Regions from separate parts of the Mus musculus genome. Here region 1 is linked to region 2. A link is a contact called in public HiChIP or PLAC-seq data. All regions are on one chromosome and are shown on one strand. The core of a region is the stretch at or near the end of the contact, and the rest is flanking DNA. Distances in the headings are between cores, read along the strand shown. Region 1 overlaps Dcst2 (DC-STAMP domain containing 2). Region 2 holds the start of Muc1 (mucin 1, transmembrane).

Evidence for each region. HiChIP or PLAC-seq counts read pairs in DNA pulled down with a chosen protein or histone mark.
Region 1: an HNF4G HiChIP or PLAC-seq map of pancreatic cancer cells shows a contact between it and region 2. The contact joins the enhancer-like site here to the promoter of Muc1 in region 2. A contact is called at or near these places in 3 of 39 promoter capture datasets (liver and macrophages), 2 of 484 Hi-C or Micro-C datasets (both in embryonic stem cells), 5 of 115 datasets of contacts at active chromatin or transcription factors (embryonic stem cells and pancreatic cancer cells) and 3 of 9 other capture datasets (adipose tissue, liver and pancreatic islet).

What each region holds. Positions count from the first base shown.
Region 1 is chr3:89,374,151-89,380,966 of GRCm38.p6, forward strand. It overlaps Dcst2 (DC-STAMP domain containing 2), which reads left to right. Exons shown (of 15, transcript NM_001370853.1): 15 at 3,280-3,493. The coding sequence ends at 3,301. It overlaps Zbtb7b (zinc finger and BTB domain containing 7B), which reads right to left. Exons shown (of 3, transcript NM_009565.5): 2 at 6,194-6,816; 3 at 3,494-5,844. The coding sequence ends at 5,376. Among named protein-coding and RNA genes, the nearest start is that of Dcst2, 12 kb to the left of the region's middle. Within about 2 kb of position 4,426, at least 281 of the 459 cell types and tissues checked have an H3K27ac peak or open chromatin away from gene starts, as enhancers often do. A contact at or near this core is called in adipose tissue, embryonic stem cells, liver and 1 more, where this site is marked.
Region 2 is chr3:89,226,251-89,232,951 of GRCm38.p6, forward strand. It overlaps Muc1 (mucin 1, transmembrane), which reads left to right and starts at 2,806. Exons shown (of 7, transcript NM_013605.2): 1 at 2,806-2,927; 2 at 3,661-4,964; 3 at 5,063-5,115; 4 at 5,251-5,384; 5 at 5,513-5,634; 6 at 5,716-5,865. The coding sequence starts at 2,870. Thbs3 (thrombospondin 3) reads left to right here. Exons shown (of 23, transcript NM_013691.3): 22 at 54-193; 23 at 276-591. The coding sequence ends at 334. It overlaps Mir92b (microRNA 92b), which reads right to left and starts at 948; the gene lies at 866-948. It overlaps LOC115489723 (a long non-coding RNA gene), which reads right to left and starts at 859. Exons shown (of 2, transcript XR_003954661.1): 1 at 771-859; 2 at 1-229.

The sequences.
Region 1 (6,816 bases), core at 3,176-5,675, 150 kb after region 2:
GTGGGAAGGACTGGGGGGGGGGGGAGGCTCCCCTGGCCTCGGGAGGATCTTAGCTGGCTAAGGGATGCATGCATTCACTTTTATCTCTTTTCTGTTTTGAGGCGCGGTCTCAATGGGTAGACCAGGCTGTCCTGGAATTCTGTGTAGACCAGGCTGTCCTTGAATTCCAAGAGGGATCTACCTGCTTTTACTGCCTCAGTGCTGGGATTAAAGGTGGGGAGGGCCATTCCTGGCCTTGGCCTCAAATGTTTAGCAGTCCTTCCTGTTTGGGATTACAGTAAATGCTGGGACTACAGATAAACCACTGTGTCTGCTTCTCTTTTCCTTAGCCCTCTTCCTTTTTCCTCTTCTTCCTCCTCCCTTGTGGGTTCTAACCTTGCACATGCAAGATATGGCTTTTTTATTTTTTATCTTTTTTTTTTTTTTTAAGACAGGGTCTCACTAAGAAGACCTGATTTGCCTGGAATTCCATTCTATGTAGATCAGGCTGGCCTTGAACTCAGAGAGATAGGTATCTGCTTTAGCCGAATGCTGAGATTAAAGGTGTGTTTACTCTTATCATCAGGCCATTCTCTCTCTCTCTCTCTCTCTCTCTCTCACACACACACACACACACACACAGCCTAAATTCTTTTTGTTTATTTATTGTTTGTTGAAATCAGATTTTTCTATGTAGCCAAGAATGGCTCAAAACTCCTTCCCTAAGGCTGGGATTAGCTGGGTGTTTCACACCCTGCTCAAGCTGGTGGTCTTCAAAGTTAAGTGTGTGTCTGTTGGGGGGGGGGAGGGGAGAGCCAGTTTAGTCTATACAGTGAGTTCCTGATCAGTAAGGTCTACATAGTGAGATCCTGGCTTAACAATCAGAGAAGTCTGAGGCTACTTAGTGAGTTCCATGCAAACCAGATCATTTTGGCAAGACCAGAAAAGATAAAAGGAAGGAAAGAGGCTAAAGAGGCAGCTGTGAGGTAAGAGCACTTGATAGCCAGACAGTGGTGGCACACGCCTTTAATCCCAGCATTTGATTTAGGGGTAAGAGGCAGGTGGATAGATATCCAGGCCAGCCTGGTCTACAGAGTTGAGTTCCAGGACAGCCAGATATACACAGAGAAACCCTGTCTCAAAAAAAACAAACAAAACAAAACCACTTGGGCTACTTTCAGGCTCAGTTCCCAGCGCCCACATTGCAGCTAACTAGTATCTCTAATTCCAGGGGATCCAACACCTTCCTCTGGACTTTGTGGCCACTGGACATGCATACAGAACTCACACATATAAACAAGCAAAGCATTCATAAAGATAATGAATATTCAAGGACAGAGATGGCATCATGGCTAATCTTGCTATTCTTCCGAAGAATCCGTCCTAGCGCTCATGTTAAGGGGTGAGGGACTCATGAGCTGCAGGCGGGATCTTGTGTGACTTCTGAACAAGCACCCACACGTGTGGCAGATACTGACATAGACATCCACATACAATTAAAAGCCTTAAAGTAAGGAGAAATGGGAAATTGAATCTATTACTGGGAGCTACTGGAATAGGCTAAGGAGGCGGAAAGAGGGGGACAGGGGCAGAACCTGAGGCAAGAGGCTCAAGAGAGCAGGAGAGCTTAGCCCATGAAAGGCAAACCATGAGCAAGCTGGGACCAACAATCCATCCAGAGCCGGGGGACCAGACAACTGGTATGTATGGCTTGTGGGAACATTTTTCATGGTTTCAGGATGGCTAAAACTAGATCACAAAGCACCTGACAAAGACTCAGAAATAGAGAATGTGGCTTCTAAAGAGGAAGATGATTTAGGATTCCTTTAATATAACATTTGCAATTAAAAAGAGGGCTTAATTACTTTATTTATTGAGGCAGGGTTTTACTATATAGCCTCTGGCTGGCCCAACATAGTTATATATACCAGGATGGCCTTGAATTCATAGAGATCTGCCTGCTTTTGGCTCCCTATTCTTTTTGTTTTGTTTTGTTTGTTTTTTGAGACAGGGTTTCTCTGTATAGCCCTGGCTGTCCTGGAACTCACTCTGTAGACCAGGCTGGCCTCGAACTCAGAAATCCTTCTGCCTCTGCCTCCCAAGTGCTGGGATTAAAGGTGTGTGCCACCACCGCACAGCCTCCCTATTCATACTATGTGGTCCATGCTGGCCTTGAACTTGTAACCCTTCTACCTCAGTCTCCATAGAATGAAAGTTATGATGTGCTACCATGCTTGGCTCTAAAAAAAGGAAGCCTGATGATAAAGAATTGGCTTCACATACAAGGTACACGGCACCAACAGGTGTTTCTGCATCCCAGTACATTTAGGAGATGGAAAAGAGCATTGAAGTCTATGAATGCAGTGTAGTAGCAGAGTGCTTGTGAGAGCACAAGCTCAACCTCCAGCCCTGGACTAAGGTACCAGAGGAAGAGCTGGGCCAGGCAATGGTGCATGAGGTAGCCAGAGGGGCTGCTCTGAGACTGAAGAGTGGAGACCCTTCTAAACAGACTGCAGACTGCTCCAGCCTCAATTTCTCTAGGGAGTAGGAGGCAAGGACACCTGCTGAGACCCGAGAGGTGTCTGGGAGTGACATAGTTTTCAGAGTGGGTGGTAGAGAATGAAATGTCTGCTGTGAGGAAGAGTGCAAAGAAACTGGCCCTGGGAGGCTGAGGGACTTCCAGGTAGAGTTAAGGGGCAGGTGATAGTGAAGCCTTTGTTCTTAGTCAGAGGAGGTTTTTTTTTTTTTTTTTGCCTTTGGTGACAGGGCCTCAATATTGTAGGCCAGGTTGGTTTGAAATGTATAGTGACTGTCCTCTCTCAGCTTTTGGAAGGCTGATCCCATTGTTTTCCTCTTGTAAATATGGTAGCCACGAGTTTGAGAGTTGAAGTCTTTTTCTGGGTCGGTAGGAGAGAAGAACGGATGAGTAATTTCGGGAACAGAGACAATCGCCTTTGAGCAGTCGGGGCAATTTGCTGATACCCTGGCTGGGTTGGAGAGAGGTATTCCAGTTGCCAGGTCCTCAGAGCACTAGGTGGTAGTGCACGCCTTTAATCCCAGCACTTGGGAGGCAGAGGCAGGCGGATCTGTGAGTTTGAGACCAGTCTGGTCTACAGGGACAGGGCTACACAGAGAAACCCCGTCTCAACAAAACAGAGACAGAGTTATAAAAACAAAGAAGAGAGGAAAGGAAGAACTGGGATGGATGCCAGAAGGGCGGCAGTTAGGGCCCGAGCTGGGACGGTGGCAGAGGTTACCCACCAGTGACTTTGAGTTTACTGGTCCTTCCTCTCCTCCCAGGAACCAGGACAGAAAGCAGTGACTTCAGAGGAAGCGTCCACAGCATCTCCCAGAAGCTCATCTGGCTTTGTGGGCCTCCCCTTTCTCCCAGAACCCCAGGCACCACTTCGGAAATCCCTGTCCCCAAACAAGACCCCTCCCCAGCCTCAGACCCTCCCGACCCCTCCCACTGCCGCCCCCCTCCCCCAATAAAGGAACCAAAAGTGGACACAAATATGAATCTTAAATTATTATTATTTCTTCCTGTCACTTACACCCGAGGCAGGGGCAGGGGTAGATGAAGGGAATGGGGGAGGGGAATGCGTTCCCCCACTAAGGCACTGAGTGGGGAAGCCACAAGGAGAGAGAGTGGAGGCCACTGTCTCCACTCTCTGGGACTAAGCCCCAGGTTTCTCCAGCCCTGGGCTCCCCTATCACCTGAAATGCTAAGATGAGGCCCAGGGTACCTGACCTCCCTCCTAATATATTACATCATCACTTTTTAAATAGATACAGGGACTGGTCCCGCCACCCCTCCCTGTGTGGCCCTTCCCCACTGTTGGGGGTACCTGGGCAGCTGTGCAAATGGGCATGGAGGTGCATGGGGAGAGGAGAGCACCGGGCCCCTGAACCTGCCCCTTTCCAGGAGGGGGAAGGGCCACTAGGCCAAAGGGGTAAATAGTGCAAGGCAGAGCCCAGGCCGCAATGGGGGTCCAGCACCCAGCGAGGAAGGGGTGGGGTGAAGACTCTTCCCCACCCCAGGAAAACTGATAGTTAAAAATGTGAAATTGGATTTCAACAAGACCATCAGAAGAGGCTATGTACAGAACGGGGGTGGACTCAGTCCTAAGAGTGCCAGGCAAGGTCTGAGGAAAGGTTCCCTTACCTCTGGGTCTGCTCCGCAGCTCACTTTTCCCAGGGGCAAGTGAGTTGCCTTGCCTAGCCACCATGTTGGCAAGGGGGCACCCGTTCACAGGCCTAGATGGCTGGGTGTGACCCTAGCTCATGAAAAGTGGTCGCTGGGGGGTGGGGTTGGGGGGTAGCGCTCGCCCTTACAGGGCATGGCCACCAGATGGCGCTAGCTTGTCCGCTCCCTACAAGGCTACCTCAACCCCTCACCCCATCCCACACCCAGCGCCCGCCAGCCCGGGGGCGGCGTGAGTCAGGGGCAGCAAGCAGCAGAGGCGGCTCCCGCTTGCACCTGGGCGGGGAGGTAGGGAGGAGAAGAGGGTAAGACGCCCGGCCCGCCCTGCCCTCTGGCCCCAGGGAGGGAGCGCCAGGAACAAGACATTCCCTGCCCCGGGACGCGGGAGGGAAGAGGTGGAGAGCTCCCTTAGCTGGGCGGAGACCTTCTGCTACCCCCAGGGGCGGGCGAGCCAATCAGGCCACCCTGCCCTCCTCTTCTCCAGGACCCCATGACTCAGCGTTGGAACTGGGTGGAGGGGGACTGGGATGGCTCCGTCCTTACAGGCCCAGTCCCCACCGCCGCCACCCCAGTCTTTCAAGCCTCTACCTTGTTTCCCCCCTCTTACCCTTCCTTTGCCACCCCCCTTTGCATAATTTACGGCCAGGAAAAAGGAACAGAAACCAGGAAGGAGGGGTCTCGGAAGGGAGGGGCAGTCCACCCCTTCACAGCCAAAACCCAGGGGGCATGGGAGTAGAGCAAGGATTTGGTCCTAAGCCCCAGCCTCCTAGAAACCCGCATAGCCGAAGTGGGACCCCACAAATCAGAGATAGATTATTGCTTCAATTCCCCAGTAGTGGCTGGGGACAGGGACCCACCTTTATTGTGTGTGTATATATATGTGTGTGTGTGCAGAGAGTGTGTGTAACACACACACGCGCGTGCACACACACACACATATATATATACACACACAGACAGACAAACAGACATATATTTCATGTTTAACTCCTTGGGTGATCACCCCAATCTAGAGAGCTTGTGCCCCAAAACCTCAGCTTGTAATTGGAATGAAGGCTCTGGGGGGAAGAGGCGTTCGATTCTGATACCAACAAGGTTCAGCACCCCCGACCCCGATACCACTTGTTTTATGTGCTCCCCGTTGCTTGGCGTGGTGTCCCAGGCTGTTCCAGCCTGCCCATTCATCCCTCTTTTAAGAGGACTCCATGGCACCTTCGGCCTGTGGTGTGGTGGGTGTCCCTTCCTCTTCCTCCTCCTCAGGGGGCCCTTGTGTAGTGACTGGGGGTCCCGTGGTGGCCGACTGCTCCCAGAATCGAGCCAGAGAGAGGTGGAAGGTGTCCAGGTGGCCATTGGAAAGGTCGAGGCCAGCAGGGGATGAGGTGGTGGTCGAGGGCGGTGGGTAGTGAGGGGCTGCCACGTCATCCTTGCGGCGCCTTCGGGTGCGCACCTCCAGGCAGTTCTGACCCTTGAGATGGCGCTGCAGGTGGTCCTCCTTGGCGAAGGCCTTGTGGCACAGGTGGCACTCATAGGGCCGGTCCCCGGTGTGCAGGTGCATGTGGTTCTTGAGGTCGTAGCTATGCAGGAAGCGGGCTGGGCAGTGGGGGCACGAGTAGGGGCGTTCTCCTGTGTGCTTCCGCATGTGGATCTTCAGCTTGTCATTCCTAGTACGAGCAGGGGAAAGGGCAGACACTCAGGATTCAGGATAGGATCCCCAGGGCATTTTAGCCACGCCCCCGGGCCTTGACCCACCCTTGTTCCTCACTGCGGTTTCCCCATTGCTGCCCCAGGAGACCCTTTTTGATTAGCCCTTAGCTCAATGGGCCCTGGCACTATGAGCTCCTCTGCTTCCAGTTCAATCTTCTTGGGAACTAGCCCACTCCCGAGCATGCCCTTGTTTGCCTCTTTTGGCCTCCCACCTCATTCTAGGAACCCACCAGAGAGCTGGCCCCCACACCAATCATTGTACAGCCACCCTCAGCCCATTCTGGGCTGTCCCCACCTGGTGCTCACCTGGTGAAGCGGACGCCGCAGACCTCACAGGCAAAGGGCTTCTCACCAGTGTGGGTCCTCATGTGCCGAGGCAGTTTGCCTGCCCCGTGGATTATCTTGTGACAGACTGGGCACTCTTGGGGCATCTGTGAACGGCGTTTACGCACCAGCTTGTCTTGGCCATCCAGGCCTGGTGTCAGGGCGTCCTGGTGCAGCGAACTTAGGTAAGCCATCAGGTCGGGGTCGATGGGATCTTCATCTGAGCCCAGCTCCTCTGGTGATAGCGAGGGCTCATTACTCTGGGCTAGCCCGTAGCCTGGGGGGTATGCCATCTCCTCCTCTTCTTCCTCACCTTCAAAGACTTCATAGTTCAGGGGCCCCTCGGCAGGTGAGGCGGCACCTGTAGGAGGACTATAGCTATCTCCGAGCCCACTGCCCCCACTGTTACCCAATCTACCAACCATCTCTTCTTCTTCGTAGGTCAAGGGATGGGTGAGTACTGTGGGTGCCTCAGGGACCAGATGGTTTGCTCGGGCCCCTTTGGTTTGAAGAAAAGCTTTCCGGGGTTTGCGGCTGCGACGGGCAACAGGTCGAGGTGGCGGTGGCGGCGGCGGTAGGAGGGGCACCTGTGGAGGGCTGTCTTC
Region 2 (6,701 bases), core at 1,556-4,055:
TGGCACAGTGCTCACTGGCACCTTAGCACCAATGATACCTCTGTTCCCAACAGGGTGAAGCTCTATGAGGGTCCCCAGCTAGTGGCGGATTCTGGGGTGATTATTGACACGTCCATGCGAGGGGGGCGTCTCGGCGTATTCTGCTTCTCCCAAGAAAACATCATTTGGTCCAATCTCCAGTACCGATGCAATGGTGAGCCTCTAGACTGCGGTCAACTTGACCTGTGCCCTGGGAAAACCATGTCCTCTGACCCTGACTTATTTTCCCTCTTCAGACACAGTGCCTGAGGACTTTGAGCCATTCCGGAGGCAGCTGCTCCAGGGAAGAGTGTGAGGAGGTGGCCACGGGACCCAGATCCTGATCGGAGACCTTTGGCCATTGAACTCTGTTCTGGAGACCCTGGGGTCTAACCTACAGCCCCTCAGCCTAACGGATGGCTCTCTGGCACCCACCAGGGAGCTCAGCCCCAGAGGGGTGGCGACCCCATTGTGCAGGGGTTGGGAGACTTTCAAGGGGTATTATTACTCAGGTTCTAACCCCAGGAAAGACAACAGCACATTGCCATAAAGTTTCAGTTATTTTCTAAGTCAGTGCAATTGTTTATTTTAGGCCTTTTCCGGCCCAGAAAGGAACCTGAGGGGGAAAGGCTGGTAGTTGCAAGTTAGAGAGCTAGGGAAAGTTAGACTAAGTTGAGGTGTGGGTGGGAAAAGGACCAAATGAAGGATGAGGTTGGAGGGTGGCTAAGGTCCTTCCAGCCCCGCTTACTTACCGTGGTAGCGGCGACACTTCAGTCTAAGCTCGGTAGAGATCGAAAGCCCGGTGGCCGGGGCTGCCCCACTCTGGGTGAGGGGGCGCCGGGGGGGCCGAGGGGGCCGGAGGCCGGGACGAGTGCAATATTGGCAGGGGAAAGAACAACACTGCACCACGTCCCGTCCCTCCCGCCCACCCGGGGCTCTGGAATCCCGCTCCCTAACCACCTGGGCCGCTGGAACCCAGGGACTGGAGTGCTCTGGGGAGTATAGGTCACCTTAGAGGTGCGCCAGAGCCTGAACACCCGAAGAGTGAAAGGTGGCGAAAGGGAAAGGGTGAGGAGAGGAGGGGAGCCTCTGGTGCCCCGAAGGCCACTTTCCAACGCTAAAGCAGTGCGCGCGCTTGCTCTTTAAATACTCAGACTGAGAGGCGCAGAGCCATCGCCATGGTGACGGGTGTCCCAGCAACCGAATTGAATGGCTGTTGCCTGGCAATCCTGGGAGTTGGGGTTTGGTGCCGCCCACCTAAATACTTGTGGGCGAACTGACGTAGGGCGGCTCCACTCCGCCCGGAGCAGGCCTGACAAAGCCTCTCAGAGGCGGGACACACGGCGGGAGCGTGGGACCCACGCCTCCGTTCCTGCACCTCCGAAATGTTTTTAAAGTATTAGTTTCCGTCTTGTATTCGTTGGGACTAAGAACTGTTTGCCTACTACAGTTGTAACTGCTCCTGCTGGTTTACTCCGCAACCTCCGCTTGCGGGATCCGGCCTGGCATCCTCAGTCCGCGCTACTGTGAACCCAAAGCCCTCCCCAAATTCAACTGTTTCTGCCCTTCAGAACACCTTTCGTTTCTCCCTAAACACACACACAAACACACGGGTTTGCCTTGTTTCGAGTGCTTGTTCGCCCCAAATATTCCTTTCCCAGATACATCTCAACGTTCTCATGTTCCACGATCGGCCCACCTACTTAATCTCTTCCTCCTCAATATCTAGCTACCTAGACATAACCCGTCCTACACCCCACCCCCCACCATTCAATGTCATCACACAACTTGATGCCCCCCCTTCCAGATACCTTGGGGCTCCAACCACTTTTACCCTACCCGCAAACACCATCCCCAGAAGTCTAGTAGCCCAATTAATGACCCTTGCTTCTCCCCTACAGTGTGCATTCTTTCCTATCTGTCCGAGGCATTGATTCTTTTCGCCAAGGCACAATTAACTTCCTTAAGTTAATCTGTCTCAACTTGGGCTGTGCTGCCAAACTATCGGCTGGTGCGAGTACGCCGCGCGACGCTCGCGGTGACCACTAGAGGGCAGGCGTTTCCGGATAGAAGGGCCGGTCAACCTGCCACTCAAGGTGGAGGGTTGGGTAGGAAGGACCTTAGGCTTCAGTGGAGCCCAAGTTTAGTCCTTTTTAAGTGGAAATTTCCCCCACCGCCTTTCTCGGGAGAAAGCCAAAGAGAGACCCAGGCTACTGGAAAGTCTGGCAGGGGCGGGGATTGTGGTTTTCAGAGTACCGGGAACGGCTAGAAGGGCGGGGCTGTTCCGGGAAGTGGCGGGGGGGGGGGGGGTTCGGGGAGGGAGACTAAAACTAGCGACCTGTCCACTATTATCCAGCCCCCTTATGTCCTCTCAACTTGTGAGAAGTGGTGTTCAAGGACCCGCAGAGAGAATAGGAAAAGGGATCGGGGGACCTAGGGATGGACTTCCCATGTCTTGCTGTCCAGGGCCTTTCTGTGTTTCCTTTCCTCTTCTTGGCGGTCACTCTGGGACTAAAACCAGAGCCAGGGGGCCCCAGGTTTCCTCCACATACACACCTGGGGTAGTCAAGGAGCGGTTGGTAAAAGTGGGAGGCCAGATGGAGAAAAAACAGGTTGTCATAAGGTTGAGTGATTGGAGCCCAAGTACCCTACACAGGAATGACTGGGGGGGAGGAGGAGGAAAAGAATAGGGGAGGGGGCGGAGTTTTGTTACCTGTCACCTGCTCTGACTGTGCCTAGGGCGGGAGGGGGACTGGTATAAAGCAGCAGGCACCAGCCCTGTTCCACCTCACACACGGAGCGCCAGCCTTGAGTTTGTTTTCTAGCCCCTTCCCGCCTGTTCACCACCACCATGACCCCGGGCATTCGGGCTCCTTTCTTCCTGCTGCTACTTCTAGCAAGTCTAAAAGGTGAGAGGCGCAAGGTGGGGAGGGGCTGCGCTGTTCAGGTGGGACTCCCAGTCTTTCTGTGGAGTTTGCTTACTGGTAGATTATGAGAGTCATAAATGGCCATCCATACAGGTATGGCCCAGTATGTGCCAGGGGGGAAAAGAGGCTAAGGAAGGAGGCTGAGAAGAGGTGACCCCTCAGGAGAGTGGGCACTATAGTAGGCAAATAATACTCTTTGTGGGGAGTAGAGAAGAGAGGCTGTGTCAGGAGAAGTAGCTCCGGAGTGGAAGAATGGGGCCGTGTGCAGTGGTTCCAGTCTATAGTTCCCACACCCTGGACGCTCAGGTTCACAGAGAGTTCAAGGCCAGCTTAGGCTACAGTATGAATACTTGTCTCAAGTAGAGGAATAAATGAGCCAGAAGCAGAGGTGAGACCTCTGCTTAGGGAGGGAGGCTGTCAGGATGAAGGCAAACCAGGGGCTACCTGATGCTAACATGATCCCCCTTCCTTCCCCGGTTACTTTGTTTTCAGAGTTTATATTTTTCTTCTTGCTCTGATTTTTATTCATCAACCCAGTAGGTTTTTTTTTTGTTGTTGTTGTTGTTTTGTTTTTTTTTTCTTCAACTTTGGCTCTAGCCGGAACTAAAACATCACACATGTTATCCAAAGCGACCCAGTGTCCAACTCTGTTGATTAGTGCTGCGCTGCTGTGAGCATAAAAACAGTTTACCCCTAATCTTCCACTCTGGTTCAGGTTTTCTTGCCCTTCCAAGTGAGGAAAACAGTGTCACCTCATCTCAGGACACCAGCAGTTCCTTAGCATCGACTACCACTCCAGTCCACAGCAGCAACTCAGACCCAGCCACCAGACCTCCAGGGGACTCCACCAGCTCTCCAGTCCAGAGTAGCACCTCTTCTCCAGCCACCAGAGCTCCTGAAGACTCTACCAGTACTGCAGTCCTCAGTGGCACCTCCTCCCCAGCCACCACAGCTCCAGTGAACTCCGCCAGCTCTCCAGTAGCCCATGGTGACACCTCTTCCCCAGCCACTAGCCTTTCAAAAGACTCCAACAGCTCTCCAGTAGTCCACAGTGGCACCTCTTCAGCTCCGGCCACCACAGCTCCAGTGGATTCCACCAGCTCTCCAGTAGTCCACGGTGGTACCTCGTCCCCAGCCACCAGCCCTCCAGGGGACTCCACCAGCTCTCCAGACCATAGTAGCACCTCTTCTCCAGCCACCAGAGCTCCCGAAGACTCTACCAGTACTGCAGTCCTCAGTGGCACCTCCTCCCCAGCCACCACAGCTCCAGTGGACTCCACCAGCTCTCCAGTAGCCCATGATGACACCTCTTCCCCAGCCACTAGCCTTTCAGAAGACTCCGCCAGCTCTCCAGTAGCCCACGGTGGCACCTCTTCTCCAGCCACCAGCCCTCTAAGGGACTCCACCAGTTCTCCAGTCCACAGTAGTGCCTCCATCCAAAACATCAAGACTACATCAGACTTAGCTAGCACTCCAGACCACAATGGCACCTCAGTCACAACTACCAGCTCTGCACTGGGCTCAGCCACCAGTCCAGACCACAGTGGTACCTCAACTACAACTAACAGCTCTGAATCAGTCTTGGCCACCACTCCAGTTTACAGTAGCATGCCATTCTCTACTACCAAAGTGACGTCAGGCTCAGCTATCATTCCAGACCACAATGGCTCCTCGGTGCTACCTACCAGTTCTGTGTTGGGCTCAGCTACCAGTCTAGTCTATAATACCTCTGCAATAGCTACAACTCCAGTCAGCAATGGCACTCAGCCTTCAGTGCCAAGTCAATACCCTGTTTCTCCTACCATGGCCACCACCTCCAGCCACAGCACTATTGCCAGCAGCTCTTACTATAGCACAGTACCATTTTCTACCTTCTCCAGTAACAGTTCACCCCAGTTGTCTGTTGGGGTCTCCTTCTTCTTCTTGTCTTTTTACATTCAAAACCACCCATTTAATTCTTCTCTGGAAGACCCCAGCTCCAACTACTACCAAGAACTGAAGAGGAACATTTCTGGATTGGTGGGTATCAGCCTAGCCTCTGCCATGTGTCCCCTGACGTAGCTCTTCAGGACTGCATGGCTTTCACATCACTCCTGAGTCTTCTCCTCTTCTCCCAGTTTCTGCAGATTTTTAACGGAGATTTTCTGGGGATCTCTAGCATCAAGTTCAGGTACAGTTCTGGATTTGACTTGGGGGAGGAATGGTCAGTCTCGTGACTTTGTGGTGTCGGGATGGGGGTGGGGTGGGGAGAGGAGTGCTGAGCTATAAGCTCAGTCTATCTGAGCTCCCTATTTCCTGTGACCAGGTCAGGCTCCGTGGTGGTAGAATCGACTGTGGTTTTCCGGGAGGGTACTTTTAGTGCCTCTGACGTGAAGTCACAGCTTATACAGCATAAGAAGGAGGCAGATGACTATAATCTGACTATTTCAGAAGTCAAAGGTGAGGTGATAGCCCCAGCTGCAGCCTGGCACCATACTATGGGGCTTTACCACCTGTTTACTTCTGGCGCCAGGAGTGGGAAATCCACCTCCCTTGGGGACTTCCCTGACCACCGCTTTCCCTTCTAGTGAATGAGATGCAGTTCCCTCCCTCTGCCCAGTCCCGGCCGGGGGTACCAGGCTGGGGCATTGCCCTGCTGGTGCTGGTCTGTATTTTGGTTGCTTTGGCTATCGTCTATTTCCTTGCCCTGGTAAGTCTCAAGCCTTCTGCGGCGCGGTGTGCCCTTGGTAAATGGAACCCCACTGGCCAATCCAATCTCCTGTCTCCCTAGGCAGTGTGCCAGTGCCGCCGAAAGAGCTATGGGCAGCTGGACATCTTTCCAACCCAGGACACCTACCATCCTATGAGTGAATACCCTACCTACCACACTCACGGACGCTACGTGCCCCCTGGCAGTACCAAGCGTAGCCCCTATGAGGAGGTAAAGTGTATCCCGAAGAAGCTTGGGCCATCGACCTGGGCAGGGTGGGGCCTTCTGAAGGGGAACTTGGGAAAAACCCAAGGAAGCCCAGATAGGTGAGCAGTTGGAGCCTGGCAAGGTTGGGAATGGAGGTCGAGTTCTGGGGGCGGGGGGAGGGGGTCAGACCTTGGGAGATGACAGAAAAAAGTGTCTGCACTACCAGTCTTCCCCAAAAAGCCTCGCCGTCTACCTGTACCATTCTGTACTCATTAGGATGCCCAGAGGTGAGGCTAGGAGATCCTGTGCCCCTGGGAGCCCCGCCCACTGCATTTCCCGCTGACCTCCTAGGGGTCTGGGAGTAGATACATGGGGCTGGGGTAGGGTGGGAGGGCTCTGATGGAAGAGAAGTTTCCTCTTGCTAGATGAGTGTGCTGAGGGAGTTTTAGGAAAGCAAGGGTACCTCTCTCTTCCCTCCCTCAGGCCTTTCCCTGTTGAGTCTCGTAAATAATTACTGTGGCCACCTGAGACCGAAAGGCCAGTGGGTGGGGAAGGAGACAAGCACGTCCTTTTCTCGCCCCACTTTCCTCCTCCTCCAGATACACACACACACACACAAACACACACACACACACACACACACACACACACACACACACACAGCCCTTTGGGCCAGAGGATCAAAAACTAAAAGGAGAGAAAGATAGGTGGGGCCTACAAGAGGGCTAGGGATCTACAGCCAAGCGGAGGGGAGTGTGGGGGGGGAGGGGGCAGTGGAGTTGTGTGTTTACAGTCACCTGGCAGCTCTGGGGCCAGCAGGTGCACACTCCGAATTAACCCCTTGAGAGCTTGCCAGGCCC